Regions from separate parts of the Pan troglodytes genome. Here all the other regions are linked to region 3. A link is a contact called in public Hi-C data. All regions are on one chromosome and are shown on one strand. The core of a region is the stretch at or near the end of the contact, and the rest is flanking DNA. Distances in the headings are between cores, read along the strand shown. Region 1 has its middle 620 kb from the start of BUD13. Region 2 has its middle 490 kb from the start of BUD13. Region 3 holds the start of CADM1 (cell adhesion molecule 1).

What was found. Hi-C and Micro-C count contacts between places; a contact is called where the count stands out from the background.
Region 1: a Hi-C map of stem cell-derived neural progenitor cells shows a contact between it and region 3, with 3 times the contacts expected there. The contact joins the enhancer-like site here to the promoter of CADM1 in region 3. A contact is called at or near these places in 1 of 7 Hi-C or Micro-C datasets (stem cell-derived neural progenitor cells) and 1 of 1 datasets of contacts at active chromatin or transcription factors (stem cell-derived excitatory neurons).
Region 2: a Hi-C map of stem cell-derived neural progenitor cells shows a contact between it and region 3, with 5 times the contacts expected there. The contact joins the enhancer-like site here to the promoter of CADM1 in region 3. A contact is called at or near these places in 1 of 7 Hi-C or Micro-C datasets (stem cell-derived neural progenitor cells) and 1 of 1 datasets of contacts at active chromatin or transcription factors (stem cell-derived excitatory neurons).

What each region holds. Positions count from the first base shown.
Region 1 is chr9:118,096,937-118,100,344 of NHGRI_mPanTro3-v2.0_pri, forward strand. No RefSeq gene overlaps it. Among named protein-coding and RNA genes, the nearest start is that of BUD13, 620 kb to the right of the region's middle. Within about 2 kb of position 1,850, at least 3 of the 24 cell types and tissues checked have an H3K27ac peak or open chromatin away from gene starts, as enhancers often do. A contact at or near this core is called in stem cell-derived neural progenitor cells, where this site is marked.
Region 2 is chr9:118,228,276-118,231,884 of NHGRI_mPanTro3-v2.0_pri, forward strand. No RefSeq gene overlaps it. Among named protein-coding and RNA genes, the nearest start is that of BUD13, 490 kb to the right of the region's middle. Within about 2 kb of position 2,271, at least 5 of the 24 cell types and tissues checked have an H3K27ac peak or open chromatin away from gene starts, as enhancers often do. A contact at or near this core is called in stem cell-derived neural progenitor cells, where this site is marked.
Region 3 is chr9:117,447,887-117,451,267 of NHGRI_mPanTro3-v2.0_pri, forward strand. It overlaps CADM1 (cell adhesion molecule 1), which reads right to left and starts at 1,730. Exons shown (of 10, transcript XM_009424220.5): 1 at 1,411-1,730. The coding sequence starts at 1,534.

The DNA of each region.
Region 1 (3,408 bases), core at 600-3,099, 650 kb after region 3:
ACAGATCTGATATTTGTATTATCAGAGTCTCAGAAGTAGAGGAGGGAAGGGTGAAAAAACACTCCGAGAAATAATGACTGAAAACTTTTCAAATTTGTCAGCAGACATAAACCTATAGACTCAAGAAGCTGAAAAAATAAAAAAAAAAACAAAAAAAAACAAAGAAATTCATGCCAAGACATACCATAATTAAACTTCTGAAAAGTAAAGACAAAGGAAAATTATTGAAAGCAGTCAAAGGAAATGTCACCTTACCTGTGGTGGAGAAACAATTCAAATTATAGCAAGGTTTTTGTGTTTGTTTGTTTTGTTTTGTTTTTTATCAGAAACCATGCAGGCCAGATGGAAATGGCACAATATATTTCAAGTGCTGAGTGAAATACGTTTTCACCATCCTCCAAATCCTATTGCCCAGCAATATATACCCTGTATCTGGCAAAACCATCTTTCAGGCTTGAAAAGGAAATAAAGGTATTTTAAGAAAAAATAAAACTAAGAAAATTTCGGGTTTTTTTTTTGTTTGTTTGTTTGTTTGTTTTTTGAGACAGAGTTTCGCTATTATTGCCCAGGCTGGAGTGCAATGGCTCGATCTCACCACACTGCAACCTCCACCTCCCGGGTTCAAGCGATTCTCCTGCCTCAGCCTCTGGAGTAGCTGGGACTACAGGCATGTGCCATCAAACCCAGATAATTTCGTATTTTTAGTAGCGACAGGGTTTCTCCATGATGGTCAGGCTGGTCTTGAACGCCCGACCTCAGGTGATCTGCCTGTCTCAGCCTTCCAAATTGCTGGGATTACAGGTGTAAGTCACTGTGCCCAGCCAGCAGACCTAACCTAAAACAGCGACTAAGGAAGCCCTCTAAACAGAAAAGAAATGATAAAACGAAGGAACCTTGGAATATCAGGAAATAAAAAAGGAACTCAGTAAGCAAAAATATAGATTAATTCAATGGGCTTTCCTTCTCTTGTGTTCTAAATTACATTTAACAGTTGAAGCAAAAATTATTATATTGCTTGATGTTCTGAATAAATGTAGGAGAACTATATGAGGTAATTATTTTACAAATAGGGAAAGATGAAGAAGTGTAAAGGGAGTTAAGTTTTCTATACTTCACTGAAACTGGTAGCATAATGATACAGAACAGGGGAAGGGAAGTGCTGGGAAGGGAAGGGCATGATCCTCTTCAATGATACAGAAGCGGGGAAGGGAAGTGCTGGGTAGAGGAAGGCGTGGTCCCTGGCTAGGGCTCCACCTCCTGGCCTGTGCCCATGGACCTAAGTGAGGACAGGCATTTTTGTTTTCCTGCCCAAATGGTGCATTTCCACCCTGGCCTGCCACGCCCCCATCCGGTGCCTATAAAAACCCCAAGACCCTAGCAGGCAGACACGCAGGTGGCTGGACGTTGAGAGAAGCAAATCAGCGCAGGAACACACAGGCGGCTGGACATCGAGAGGAACACATCGAAGGCTGGACATCGAGAGGAACACACCGACAGGCACTGGCACTCCAGCAGGCCTCCAACCTGCAGAACGAAGCGGAGTTTGGCTGGGGCAGTAGGAGGAGAGCCCGGGCTGCTGAGCAGCCTGACTCCAGGGGAAAACCAGCTCCCTTCTGGCTTCCTCCATCTGCTGAGAGCTACTTCCACTCAATAAAACCTTGCACTCATTCTCCAAGCCCACGTGTGGTCTAATTCTTCTGGTAGACCAAGGCAATAACCCTGGGATACAGAAAGCCCTCTGTCCTTTCAATAAGGCAGGAGTCTAAATGAGCTGACTAACACAAGCTGCCTACAGACAACAAAGCTAAAAGAGCACCCTGTAACATACACCCACTAGGGCTTCAGCTGTCAACATTCACCCCTAGACACTGCCGCGGGGTTGGAGCCCCACAGCCTGCCCATCTGTATCCTCCCCTAGAGGTTTGAGCAGCGGGACACTGAAGGGGTGAGCCACTCTCCCATGGCACACCCTGTGAGGCGACAAGGGAATTTTTCCCGTTTCAATTCCGGGCTAGTCCAGGAGCCTTTTTGCCCCTTTAACTGTTTTCAATCTTCTTTTTTTTTTTTTTTTTCCTTTTTTCATTTTCTAAGTGAGAGGGCTCCCCCTCCCAGCTCTGTTTCTGATAGAGAAGTTAAGAGAGGAACAACCCCTGCTGGCTGAGAACTGCAAATTCAGCAGGGCACATTTGAGACACTCTAAACAGATACAAACGGCCTCTAAAATATCTTTTCAGCCCCAAACTCGATTCTAAGCTTCAGGCTGAGGCCCTAGAAAGAAAAATCGGGTCTGAGGGATCCGAAGTCATGCAACAGGCACAATGTCAATGGGCAGGACCGATTCCTGCCGACTGAACCCCACCTCACGGAAGGAGCGTGCTTCATGGCATAAACAGGCCCGGGGGACCTGAGGGCGGTTAACTCCTATTCTCCGGGATTTCCCTGCTTCATGGGTACATACCACATCAGTACCCAGGTCTGGCACCTGGCAAGGTCTCCGGGACTCAGGGACAAGAGGTGGAGAGTGAAGGGAGGATGCTTACTCTCTCCATCACACCTGAATTTTTGCTGAAAGAAGGAAGGAAATGAGGGATGCCTCTTTTCCCTGTCTTTCAGAATGGATAACCAGTTCTCTTCATTCACCATTCCCAGCTATACTCCTCTGGAGTGTATCCGGAACCAGTGGGACTGCTTTGACCCTCAGAATCTGGAGGAAAAGCACCTCATAGCCCTCTGCACAAAGGTGTGGCCAAATCATGATTTACATGAAGGGCTTTCTGATTTACAGGAAGGAGGCATTCATTTTGATACCATCTGGCAGTTGGAACTTTTCTGTAGATGTGAGGATAGATGGTCTAAGGCCCCATATGTGCAGGCTTTCTATACCTTGCAAGGCAATCCAGACCTTTGCTGACAGTGCAGGATTGATTTAGCCCTCCTGTTTGCCATCTCAGGGAAGGCTGCGAAGGGCAAGCCCAGGGAATTAAAGATGCAAGTCCCAAAGGCACCCCCAGCAAAGGAGCCAGCTCCTTCCAGCCCTGCTCCTCCAGGTCCACCCCGACCTCCCTATCCAGCTTCAGCCTCTCACTTGCTCCATCCTAGAAATCCTCACCCTAAACAAGCCCCAGCCTCACTCTTGCCCCTCCAACAGATGCTTAGTGAATTTGGGCCCAGTAAGGTCCAGGTCCCCTTCTCCCTATAGGACTTAAAGCAAATTAAGGGGGATCTTGGCAAGTTTTCAGATGACCCTAATATATAGAGGTTTTCCAGAATTTCACTCAAATATTTGAACTCTCCTAGAGGTGTTATGTTACTTTTGAATCAGACCCTGACAGACACAGAGAAACAGGCTGCTCGGCAAGCAGCAGAGAGATTTGGGGATGAGCTTTGCATCACATATAGCATCAGGGA
Region 2 (3,609 bases), core at 1,021-3,520, 780 kb after region 3:
TCTCTGGGGGTGGGCAGGGGGTGGGCCAGGGAACAGGCAACACCAGGAGGCCACGCCCTTCTTAGGAACCTAAGGCAGGTCAGAGGGAGAGAGACGCTAAAGCAAGATCAGCACAGGACCAGGACGGTGACCAGAGCAGGGGTGTGTGTGTGTGTGTGTGTGTGTTCGCATGCACACAGCTGTTCACACCCATGTTTGTGTGTGCCTGCCTCTACATTCATCCTTTCTGTCTTTTGTGTATTTTCTGTTCTTTTCCTTTCGTTTTCCTCCTTCCTCAGTTTGTAATGTATTTAATTTCCATCCTTCCCCCACTCTTTTTTTTTTTGGTTATTCTATTCTGTGTCTTCTTCCTTTCTCTTTCTGTCTCTTTTCTCTCTCTCTCTCTCCCTCCCTCCCTCTCTCTGTCTCCCACACACACACTCTTCTTCTCTGTCTTCCTCTCTTCCTCTGCATCCGTCTACTATCTTTTTCTCTGTTTGTTCCCAGACCACTCCCCTCCCCAGCATGGCGCTCTCTGTTTTCCCTCTTCTCTGTCTCTCCCAGTCTCTGGTCCAGATCTGTCCTGGTGGATTTGCAAGGGTGAGAGACCCTGGGGACCATCTGAGCCTTTGTACCCTAACCTGACTCCGCATCCAGGCCTGGCTTGATCCTCCTGACCCAAGAACACACGGAAGCCTCGGAGGAAGGGTCTGAGTGAGTGCTGACATGGAGCTTCAAAGATCAGTTCTCGAAATCCGATGCCATTGGAATGGGTGGGACAGAGCGCACTGCACAAAAAAGTCATCAGTATTTCTGGAACAAGAGCAGAGAGCAGATCTCTCAACCAAGACAGAGTGGGGAGGACAGGGGGCAGGCTGGGAACCAGTGCACCAAGGAGGGCACACAGGCAGGTGAGGGAGACAGGGAGAAGGGCCCAGGGCTGACTTCTGGGGCTTTTGACTTTCACGAAGTGCACGAAGACATCACAGAAAGAAGCATGTGAGTCACCAGCTCTGACTCAGGCCCTGGCTGGCTAGTGACAGGACAGGGCATTCCAGATGTCACTCAGGAACCCCAAGAGGACTCCAGGCCTGGGGAGAGCTCCTGCTGCCTGAGACAAAGAAGCGCCCAGCAGAGGCAGGGACCTCCCACTTTCTTCCCCAGGACCTGAGGCCTTCACACTTGCTCCCAGGGAGCCCCGCGGGACGTGGCCAGCCTCACTTTCGCTTGCCACCATGTCTGTCTTTCACCCCTCACTCTCATCTCTTCTCCTTGGCACTCTACTGACCAGGGCCTGGGTCTTTTCCTGTTCTGCTCCTGGGGAAGACAGGGCCCTGGGCTCGATTGTGGCCTGAGCCCTGGCTCCTGGGGCCCCTCGGGGACAGCCCAGGGTGCTGGAGGGACAGTGCCGCAGCCGTGCTGGTCAGAGGGGTGCGAGAGGATGACGCTTAGGCTGCCCTGCCGCCAGTGGGCCTCCCAAGGGGCCCTGCCCACAGCAGGGATAGTCTAGGTGGTGGGAGTGGAGCCGACACCACAATCAAGCGTTCACCATGCCTAAAACCAGGGCCAGCTGGGTGGGAGTCACCTTTCTGTGCAGAACCAGGGTCCTTGGGATGCCTCCAAAGATATCATCAGGCCCCTCGGTGTCCCCAGCCCTCCACCCAGTCCAGCCAACCGCCCACACACCAAACCCAAAGGAGGCAACTCAGCCCTCCCTCCTCCAGGGGGCGCACTCTGGCCCACACCGACAGCGGCCTGGAGGCACTTCTAGGAAATCAAGGTGCCCTTGGAGACAGAATCCCAGCAGGAGCCCCACGCCGAGTGGAGAGACCTCCGCCCTGCTTCTGAAGCCGCAGGCGCTGGCCTCAATAATCCCCCAGCCGCGGGCCGATTTGGCATCCTCCGACCCCTGCGGCCACTGCCAGGTAAGTGCTCCTGCCAATGCATCAGTGTAGAGCAAGCCTGCCACCTGGTGGTGAGGCCACCCAACTACAGGCTGGGGCTCTTGAGGGCCATGCTGTCCCGCGCCGAGGGCCCCACACCCGGGTGCCCGCTGGCTCCCGCAGAGCAGACCCTGAAGGCGCGGAGCCCTGTCCAGGGCCCTTCTAGGCACTGCTGAGTTTGTGAGGGCAGAAAAGCAGAAGGTAGGGGTGGGTCGAGTTCAAGGGCTGAGGCAGAAGACCCCCGGGGAGGGCCTGATCCGAGGGATTGGGAAAGAAGGGATTCGGTCTCCCAAGGGGCTCACACGCCCCTTCCCTGGGCATCTATCAGGAAGCAGCAGCTTGGGGCCATGGAGAGGCCCAAAGCCTGCATTCCACTCCTGGCCCCACCACCGCCCACAGTGGGGCTGTGCACACCGCTCCTACTGCAGGAGTAGGGCGGACTGACAGGAAGATGAGTCCCTGCGCCCGGAGCTCACCAGAGCCTGGATAAGCCGAAGTCGGCAAATGGATGGGACAGGCAAGTGTACTGGGGCAGGAAGGGCCTTTGGGATCTTCTCATTTAACAGAGGCTGCATCATGAGTTCCGTGGGACCCTTAGCACCTTCGTCTTCATGGGCCTCTTCCTCCACACACACAAATTCATATTTAAATCCCATTTTATGGCCAAGCAAGGTGGCTCACGCCTGCAATCCCAGCACCCCAGCACTTTGGGAGGCAGAGGTGGGAGGATGGCTTGAGCCTGGGAGGCAGAGGTTGCAGTGAGCCGAGATCATGCCACGGCACTCCAGCCTGGAAAACAGAGCAGAACTCTTATCTCTCTCTCTCTCTATATATATATATATTTATATATTTATATAATTTATATATATATATAAATATATATAAAAATGTATATATAATGACTGCTTTGGTATCAAGATGAATGTATTAATATTATATATTAAAAATATTTTCCTCAACCAAAAAGCATATTCTTTCTCTTCTGACTTTAAAAGAAATTAAAACATTTTTGCATGCCTGCTGTGCTCATGGATAAGTGGGCCCTGAATCCCACCTCCTCCTGTTGCATTTGAGGAAACTGCAGCCCAGAGACAGGAAGAGGCTGTTCAATGTCACACAGGGGCTGTGGCAGGGCTGGGGCCAGAACAAGTCTTCAGGCTTCCAGGCTAGGGCTCTTTCCATTACCCATTTAACCTTTTTCAAGAGGTGGAAAAATCCCTGCCACCTGCTGCTCAGGCCCAGGAAGAGCCCCCTCATCTAGCCCACCCATGCCCTGGAAACTCTGGCTGGGATCTGCTATTCCGCCCTCCCTGGTGGCAGCCTTCCTTCCCCCAGCCCTGGCCCTGCAGCCAAGTCACCACCACCACCGAAGCTCTTTGGCCTGCTGTCTTATTAATTCCTAATTTCCAATTTGCAAGAAGAGAGAGCCTTAAACCTCCATCTCACCAGCCCAGCAATCACACAGATGATCCAAGTATCTCTGGACAGCCTTTAATTTATTTCCCAGCGCACGCCGGCACTGCTGAGAGACTTGATGGCACCAGCTTAAACATAATAAATTACTCAAGTACCAGAGATTAGTTAATAAAGCTCCAGGCTCCCTCCCAGCCCCTGCTGACTTGGTCTGTGACACCAAAGATTCCTTTGAAGAGGGGTGGGGGGTTCTGAAGTGGGGGTCCCCAGGTCT
Region 3 (3,381 bases), core at 480-2,979:
AGGCGCCCCTGAAGCGGCACCGTGGCCCCAACGCTGTGCCCGCCCGGGCCTGGGGCTCCGCAGGTGGGGGCTGAGCTCTCGGCGTCCTCCGCCACTTGTTGCTCCCGGGTCCTGCAGCTCTGGAGCTGCAAGGAGGGGCTTTGCAGGCTCAGAGCCCTGCTGCATCCCCTCCTGCATCGCCGCTCGCACCCCGCGGCCCCGTGCCACTCGGTCCCGGCGCCCGCCTGGAGCCTGCAGCAGGGGCCAGGGGACGCCGCGCGGCTGCCAAGCGCGGCGAGGTGGCGGGAAGGGAGGCTGGGTGCAGCACGGCCGGCCTCTCCTCTGGGGAAGAGCTCCGGCTCCCTTTTGTTAGCAAAAGCAAACACTGCCCTCTTCTTTCCCGACCGCGCCAACGCGCCCGGCACACGGGCAGCCACACATCGGGCTCCAGCCGAGTGCTCGGTGTCTTCAGGGAAGGCACCGGGCGTGCAGGGCCGCCCCTAGGCAAATTCCCAAGACTGCTCTTCACGCAGGGAGCGCGCGGAGGCCCGCAGGGTGCCCGCCTGGCCGCAGAGGCCGCGACGCCCCCTCCGCCACCCTCGGGCCGCCGAAAGAACAGGCAGCCGGGAAATCCCGTGTCCCCACTCGTGGCAGAGGACGCTGTGGGGCGGGCGGGCTGCGGGCTCCCGGCGCCTTCCCGCAGAGGCGGCGACAGCGGCCGCCCCCCCCGCGGGGCCGGGCCGGGGAACTTTCCCCGCCTGGAGCCGGGCCAAAAAGACCCGCAGCAGAGCCGAGGGGGCGGAGGGCTGCGAACGGCCGGAGGGAAACACGAGAGGCGTGCAGTTTGGGGACAGGGGAGAAAGGCAGAGCGCGTTGGGGGAAGGGGCAGGGGAGATCAGACAAGTCTGGGGATGTCCTGGGGACCGGGGAGAAATCACGCCGCGGGCGGCTGGGAGTCAGCCACCAGGAGGCTTCGGGGATGGAGAACTGGGGGGGTCCTCTGGAGAGGTGGGGGCGAATGGGCAGCCCTGGGAGGTGGGAGGATCTGCAAGTTACGGGGAAAACGGCGAGTTTAGAAGGGTCCGGAAGGGTTGAGGTTGTCTTTGAACCATCCCCTTCCCCCATGCTTTACAGCCCCCGGGCCCCCCATTCTCACTCCACTCTGCACCCCGCGCCAAGCCGGGGAGAGAAGGTGTGGGTGCAGCCATCCCTGGGGACTCTCATTCACACTTAGCCGGGCAGGGGAGAAGGGGCTCACAGATCCCCTCAGCCCCTTCCCTCTCAGCCCTGAGTTTCCTCTCCACACTCCCTCCGCTTCGGATTTAGGAAGTGGGGGGAGGTTGTCATGGAAACGTTTCCCCCCCTCTGTGGCTAAGGCTACTGGGGTGCCTTCGGAGATTTAGGGGCCAACCGGTCGGTGCCCACACCTACCTGTGGGGATCAGTGCCGCGGCGGAGAAGAGCAACAGCAGAAGCCGGAGCCGGAGCCCGGGAGGCGCCGCCGCCGCCGCTGCCGCCGCACACTGGGATCCGCTCGGCAGCACTACACTCGCCATGTCGGGCACCTGCCTCAGACTGGCGGCGTTGGCTGCCTCCAGAGCCCGAGCGGACAGCTAATGAGATGCTAATGACATGCGCTGGAGGCGGAGTCCGGGCAGACCAATCACAGCGCCGCGAGCCCAACCCGGCTCTTGGAGGGCCTCGCCCCCTCCCCCACCCCGCCCCCTGGCGCTGGCGTTCGGCGGCGCGCCCGCGCCACCTAGGGGCGGGGCCAAGGGGAGGGGCGTATGCAAATATGTTTATGTTAAAATTCGGTTTTGCTTTCCCCGGATCAAGGAAAAAGTGTTCTCCCGGGCGCCTGGCGTGCAAGGACTCGGGCTCCAGGGGGCGGGTCTAGCTTCTTGTACACCTTTATTAGGAATGTTTATAGCAATCGCTGTATCAGACCGACGACTGGAGAATCTCCCTTAAGAGGGTCCTCTGTCCCGCGCACCGAGTGCATCTGGCCTAGCGAACCAGACGTTGCAAATTTCCGTCACTCACCTTGCACCGAAGGAATAGATCTTTGGGAACGGGGGCTGTGCGGGAGTGGAGAGTAAGAAGGCAGGTCCCCGGATTGACAAAACAATCTGGGAGAAGTGCATGCGTGCTTTGCACGTCCGGCGGAGCGGGAGAGCCCGCTCAACAGCCTAGCGGTAGACTCGGGGATAGTTGGAGAAGGCAGCCGTAGAGTCGGGTTCTGAGATTTTCCAGTCGGTCTTTTTGCGGCAGAATCTCGGGAAAGGTAGATCGAGGAGGGTATGCTCAGGCTCCTCCGCTTGTCGAGGGTCTCCTCCCTGGTTTTAATATATAGGTGTGTGTTGAATATATGTGTGAAATATTTGTAATATTAGATATTTAAGATTACACAACAACGGAAAAAATTAGTCAAGGCTTCAGGTGAAGAGCGGGGGTGGTGGGAGTTGGGGAGAGGGAGTGTGGTGAAGGCAGGGTCTGCCGTGTTCCTCCTTCGGGGCTCAAACCCTCTCACTCCTCCTCTGCGCCCCCAGCCCTTCCTAAGGAAGCTGGGGACCAACAGGTGCTCCGAGCTTCCCCTGTCTCTGGGAGAGCCTCTCCTGCTAAAGCGACTTGCATCTCCGGACTCACTCTCCCTCCCCGAAATTCTCTTTGCTTTCTTTTCAGCCAGGCAGCCGGCTCTCTTGTTTGTCTGCTTTTTAATTACTTATTTTCTTCCCCTCTAGAAGATCGTGTGCGCTCTGACCCTCTGTTGCTCAAGCATCAAATTGAAGGACGAGCCATATTAAGTGTAAAGGTTTATAATAATTTAAGTATTCATAGAATGCAGAACAATAAGATGTAGGAAATACAATTTGCATAATAAATATCAATATCACAACAGCTAAAACAAACCATGACAAATTATCTGTGGCTAAATGACCAAGAGATTACTGAATGTAAATTGCTAAGTCTGAGCTATAGTCTAGAAGAGCTGCACCAAATGACTTCCCCAGCCTTCTGTCCTCATCTTGCTATAAAATAAATAAATAATACATATCAAAAAGGAAGTCATGATCTGCCAACCCACCAAATGAGTTACACTTAAAAACAGCCTCCTATTATCCATTATGCATAAACTAATTTCGAGACTGCCCGGTCTTCACAGCCCTGGATATTCTGCTCTGTAATTACAGGCCCCGATGCATGAACTGCAGGCAGTCCTTCAGAAGTGGGGAAAGCTCCAACAGGAGAACAGCACTACAGGAGACAGGAAACCATTGCCACGTGGGTGCCAGGATAATGCCCAGTCTGCAAAGTCCTACCTGTTCTTACTACCTCTGGCAGTGAGGTACCTGGGTCGGACCAAATAGAGAGCAAAGTTCCACCAAAATTGGAATAAAAAATT